Regions from separate parts of the Oryctolagus cuniculus genome. Here region 1 is linked to region 2. The links are chromatin contacts, called in public Micro-C maps. All regions are on one chromosome and are shown on one strand. Each heading gives the region's core, a stretch centred on a gene start, on an enhancer-like site or on the middle of the called end of the contact. The rest is flanking DNA. Distances are from core to core; before and after follow the strand shown.

Region 1 (2,751 bases), core at 72-2,571, 42 kb before region 2:
GTGACTTGGCTCAGGCTGACGACTGCTACCCGGCAAGCCTCCGCGGAGATGCCCTGCCCGGCTCTGGCCCCGATCAGGGGTTCCTCTCGGTGACCCCCTCTGGGGACATGCAGGCTCTCACTTTCTGCCGTAGGCGGGAAAGGGACAGGCACGGACAGCTGCCCCAGAGAAGCCAGGAAACACCGACCCCTGACCCAGGCAAACACACACACACACACACACACACACACACACACGGAGATTTGCAGAAAGGCGGGGGACGTGCCGAGTCACACAGACACCGAGATGGGAGAGGCCGGAGTCCGGGAGACCCAGAGACGCGCAGCCGGTTTCACGGGAACACATGCAAACCGAGAGCCAGCCGCCCGGGATCCGCACACCGGGAGCCACCGGAACACACCGAGACAGGCAAAACCCAGAACCACCCCCCCGCCCCCGCGCGCGCAACCTAACGCCCCCTCTGGCCCCCGCCGCGCGCTCCGGGCGCCACCACCCGCCCCCACCCCGACCCCAGGGCTGGCCATTTACGGACCCTCCCCAGCTGGGCCCCCGCCCCGCCGGGATCGGCAGCCCAGCCAGGCGCGGCAGGGTGGGAGGTGCTCACCACCCCTCGCCCGGCCGGGGGCGCAGCCCCCTGTTAACCCTTAGCGTCCCGGCCCGCGGGGACGCAGGAAGGGACAGGAAGCTGACGTTCGGCTGCCAGCGTCCGGCGCGGCGGGGAACTCCAGCCGTCTCCAGATCGCCACCGCAGCAAGCTGGGGAGGGGGCGTCCCGGAGCGCGTACTCACCCCCCGCGTGCCTCCGCCGCAGCTGTGCCTCGGGCCCCCGGTGCCAATCCCGCGCCCATGGCAGGCCCCTACTTCATGCTCGCGAGTCCAGGGGGCAACTGTGGGCGCGCCCCATGGGGCCGCCAGCCCCCCGCCCCGCCGCGCCAGGCCGGCTCAGAGCGCGCGGCCCCCGCGCCCCCAGCGCAGCCCGGCGCCCAGGAGCGCCCAAGCAGGCGGGCAGCGCGGCTGGGGCCCCGCGGGCGCCCGCGCCAGGCCCATGGTCCCAGGAGTCCCGGCGGCGCGCTCGCCCCTGCCTCGCTCTTTTGCTGCTTCCACCGAAAGGGAAGAAGCAAGAAGAGAGAGAGAAAAATGATCCAACTTTTGGAGGCGGGCTGCCGGCGGTCCCTGGAGGCAGAGTGAGTCCGGGCGAGGGCGCGCGGAGGGCGGTGGAAGCTGCCTCCCCGCCGGCCTGGGGGAGGAGAGGAAAAGGAAGGATTTGGGGGAAATGAAGGCGATTTAAAGTCTCGGCCCGCGGCAGCTCTCCACTGTCCCTCCTCCCCGCGCCGGGCCGCCCTCTGCTGCCCGCTGCTGCCCCCTGCCGGCCGCAGCCGGGGACACAACCTCCGGCGGCCCACGACAGCCCCACGGGGACACCCTTCCCCTCCCCGCTGGCGCAGACCGGGAAACAGATTCCGAGAAAGGGCTGCGCACGGCTGCAACCATGCACCAGAGTCCTGAGACTCGGCGGAAGGTGTGACTTGCGAGATTGGCGGTCCTCGAACTGGGGGGATGGGGGGGACACGGGGTGCAGGAGAAGAGGAGTTGTAGGGACAGATCCGGGATCAGGACGTGGTGTCCAGCCGTCCAGGGCACCCAATGTCCTAACTCCGGAGCTCCATCCGAAAGGTTGCGCTCCCAGAGCCGGAGCGTCCAGGATGGGTTATATTCTCTCTCTCTCTCTCTCTCTCTCTCTCTCTCTCTCTTGCTCCATCTCTCCCTTGGGTCAGAAACGGGACTCACACTTAACAAATCCCGAGTCGCTGGGGCGCAGAGTTGCCCACTTGTCCTGCGGGCACCCTCACCCCGGCCGCGCTGCAAAGGCCCACACCCGCCCAGTGCGGCCCCGAGACCAGAGCCTCACTCTGCCTGCACCTCCGCTCCTCGTGCACAGCAGATCCGCACGCGCACTCCCCGGTGCGCGCACTCCGCTGCACGCACACTTGCCCGGGCCTCGGACACAACACACACAGTCGTTCACAGGCAGGCGCAGCACACGCGACGCACACACCCGCGAACGTCTGACTTGGGCGCGCACTCGGACTCCTCACACGAGTGCTGACACACACAAATGCACGCCGTACTGGCCAGATCCTCTCAACACGCACACCCGCGCGCCCTTGTGCACACACATACAAACTCAAGTGCACACTCACGCGCACACACCCTCGCAGGCGCCCACCGCGCGCGGGAGCCCGGGCGCTCGCTCCGTGCGCGCGCACCTTCCCGCAACCACCCGGGTACTCCCAGCGCTCCAGGGGGCCCCGGGCACTTACTGGGTCCCTAAGCACGAGGCTGGACGGTCGGTTCTTCCACGGGCGCCTAACGGCATTTGTATTCATGGGTCCCCGCAGCCCCAGGCGCGGGCGCGGGGGCGGGGGTGCGTGGTCCCCTTCCCTAAACCGGGCGCGGGCGCGCGGAGCGCTGCGGCGCCGGGAGGGGCATGGGCGCGCGGGACTGTGCCGCCAGCCCGGTCTGCCTGCCCTCGAACTGGGGCCGTTCTGCGTCCTCGGGCTCCGGCGCGAGCTCCGGGCGCGGGGGGCGGCTCATAGGTGCTGGGGCCGCGGCGCCCGCCGGGCCTTTTGAAGTCTCCGCTGGGGGCGGGGAGGGGGCGCTGAAGGCGGCCTTTTAAACCGTGGCTGCACGCGGGCTCGGTGGAGCAAGGTGTCTGGTTTCAACAAACTTTAGGAAAAGTCCCAAGCCGGAG
Region 2 (2,700 bases), core at 45-2,544:
CAGGGCAGGCGGGAAGGGGTCCTGTAGCACCCCCACCGGGGTGGGGGTCTGTGTGCAGGGGGCGGGGGAGGGGAGGCCTCCTTCCACATGGGGGAGGGGCCAGCAAGGAGAGAGGAAGGGGTGCAGAGCTGGGGAGGGGGCTGCCTCTCTGGGCTGTGTGCGCCCGTCTCCGTGGGGTCTCAGCTCCCGGCCACAGGCCCTCCCCTTGCCCTTCAGCTCCGGGACACTGAGGCCCAGTGCCTGCCTTGGGGACCGTCGCTCGCTGGGGCAGCAGAGCAGGCAGTGGGGGCCGCGCTGCTGCTTCCTGTCCGGCCCAGCTTTGGGATTTGGCTGCCAGCTTTGGTGGAAGTCTCAGCTCCACGTTCCGGCACCCCAGCTGCCTGAGCGGCCACTCAGCCCGCAAGGCCTGGCACTGGCCCAGGCCTGGGGAACTCCGTGTCCCTGGCTGATAGGGTGGGTGGGACTTCTTGGGAAGAGCCCGGGGGAGGGGGTGGCCCAAGGCTCCGCTCCCCTGGAGAGCTGCGTGGAGCCGTGCCTGGAGGCGTGTGCAGCCAGGACTGTGTCCCGGGCTTCCAACAGCATGGAGTATGAGCCCACGCTCCCCCAGCCTTCCCTCCCACGCAGCAACAACCAAACCTTGAACTTGCTCCACCGCTATCTTTGCCTGTGCTGTTCTCTTTTGCCTGCCCCGATTTCTAGCCCTCTTAAGCCTGTCGCAGGCCCAGCTCCTGCTCGCCCCAGCCCTCCAGGGTGCCCTTGGCATTCTGTTCTACCTGCCGCTTCGAGTTTAACAGACATGCCCCGCCCACCTCTTCATATTCTCCCACCTGTCTCTGCCCTCCGAGAGCTTAGAGACCTAGGGGACAGACAGATGATGACACCTGCCCCATCACCCCTGCCAAATGAGTGAGATCGTGGGGGCTGATAAGAGTGGGAGGCTGTGAGTCCTCAGAGGAAAGCTCCCACCCCAATCCAGGAGGAGGCAGCCGCTCTACGTTCACACCCAAGTGACACACTGGGCCCCTAGCACCGGGTTGTGACCCAGCATGTGGTAGGGGCTTGGGGTATGCCGAGCTAACATTCAAGTCAGCGTGCAGCTGCCCCTCCTGTGTCGGACAGCCTGGGGAGTCTGGAAAATTCTCCAAGGGTTCCCAGGGCAGAGGCTGCAGCCGGTCCGCCCCATGCAGCCTACGCCAATGTCTCAGTGGATTCCCGGCTGGAAAGGCAAAGAGGAAGCTGGGAACCACAGGGAGGTGGCTCACGAGGACATCTGGTCCCAAGAGAAGAGTGGGTGCACTGAGGAAACAGAAGCAAGATCTCAGGATTCCCCCGGCGTGCCAGCAGCCGGCATGGAGCCCAGTACAGAGCTGGCTGGCTGGCTTTGGTCAGCAGGCAAAACCGAGACCCCCGTGAGTCAGCCCTGCCTGGGCCTGGGAGTCACCTGGGCCACTGTCCCAGCACCCAGGCCCCGCCTGCCCCTCCCAAACCACTCCACCAGACCCCCCTGGGGGGGGCTACAGGCTCCAGTCGACTCTGAAGCCGAGATGGAGCTCCTGGGGCTCCTAGGGGGACTTTGAAAGTCTGTGGGAGGAAGAATGGATTTCAAGATAGGTGTGGCTTTTGATGCAAAAACAAAAATCCTTTGGAACTCATGCACAGTGTTTTATTCGATTCTTTTTCTGAAAAGCCCTGGTGCACCACCCTCCCAGGAAAGAAGGCAAAGCAGTGGGATGGCGAAGCTAAGACAGATTGTGTTGAAGACAAGAGGGTTAGCCTCGCAGAACAGTTCCCCAGAGGAGGCCTCTGGGAGTGGGGGACAGACCCCAAGCTCCGGCCACAGACACATCGCCCCTCCGCCACTGCGACTTTGAGCGAGTTCCTGAGCATCTCTGAGCCTCAGTTTCCTCATCTGTGAAATGGGGGCATCGTTGTGCCAGTCCCAGGGGGCTGCCGTGACACTCGGTTAAAGCAGCGTGGGGAACAACGTGCCCATTGTTCAATACATCTCAACTCTCGGCCCTCTGATGCAGAAAGTCCCGGCACACAAGGCACCATTGCACAGGAGGCGGAACAAATGCGTCTCAGCAGGTACAGCTTTAGAGGAGACGCGTGGCTGCGGGGCGCTCCCAGGGAGAAGACTGAGATCCTGGACGCCCCGGGAACCCGAGTCGCGGGGGCCCATCTTTCCCGGGAGATGGAACTGGCTTCGGGGCGTTTCATTTCCTCTCCACACGTGCTGCTCTGCGCCCCACCCCTGTCCGGGGCACTGGGAAGCCATCCCCACTGTCTCAATGCCCCAGGTCCGGCGGGAAGCCTGGCCTGGCCGCCAGTCTCCACCAGGAAGGAGAAGAGCCCGGGGTTCAGGGGACAGCGTGGCCCCCCGGGGCGGTGCCCACGGCGGGGGGGGGGGGACAGTCTCCCGCCCTGCTCCACGAAGGCAGCGGCTGCGGCAGCCTGGCCCCGCCCCCTCTGGTTTCCCCATCTGTGAAATGGGGGTGGGGGGGCGGCAGCTACCCGGAGCTCCCTTGGGGTCTCTGCTGCGGGGGAGTGTTTGCAATGAGTCCGCTGGCCCACACGCTCGGTTTCATTCAAGATTTCAGCGAGCTCGGTTTGGAGAATTTCACAACAGGCCCTGGACCCATCTGGCTTTTCCTCCGCGGGGGGTATGAGCGGAGCAATGAAAAATGAGAGCCATGCAGT

Evidence for each region. A called contact is a pair of places that touch in the nucleus more often than the background predicts.
Region 1: a contact with region 2 is called in a Micro-C map of ear pinna, with 5 times the contacts expected there. The contact joins the promoter of COL27A1 here to the enhancer-like site in region 2. A contact is called at or near these places in 3 of 6 Hi-C or Micro-C datasets (ear pinna, psoas muscle and an unstated tissue).

The regions. Positions count from the first base shown.
Region 1 is chr1:217,701,934-217,704,684 of mOryCun1.1, reverse strand. It overlaps COL27A1 (collagen type XXVII alpha 1 chain), which reads right to left and starts at 1,321. Exons shown (of 60, transcript XM_051842719.2): 1 at 789-1,321. The coding sequence starts at 847.
Region 2 is chr1:217,659,980-217,662,679 of mOryCun1.1, reverse strand. No RefSeq gene overlaps it. Among named protein-coding and RNA genes, the nearest start is that of KIF12, 12 kb to the right of the region's middle. Within about 2 kb of position 1,294, at least 1 of the 8 cell types and tissues checked has an H3K27ac peak or open chromatin away from gene starts, as enhancers often do.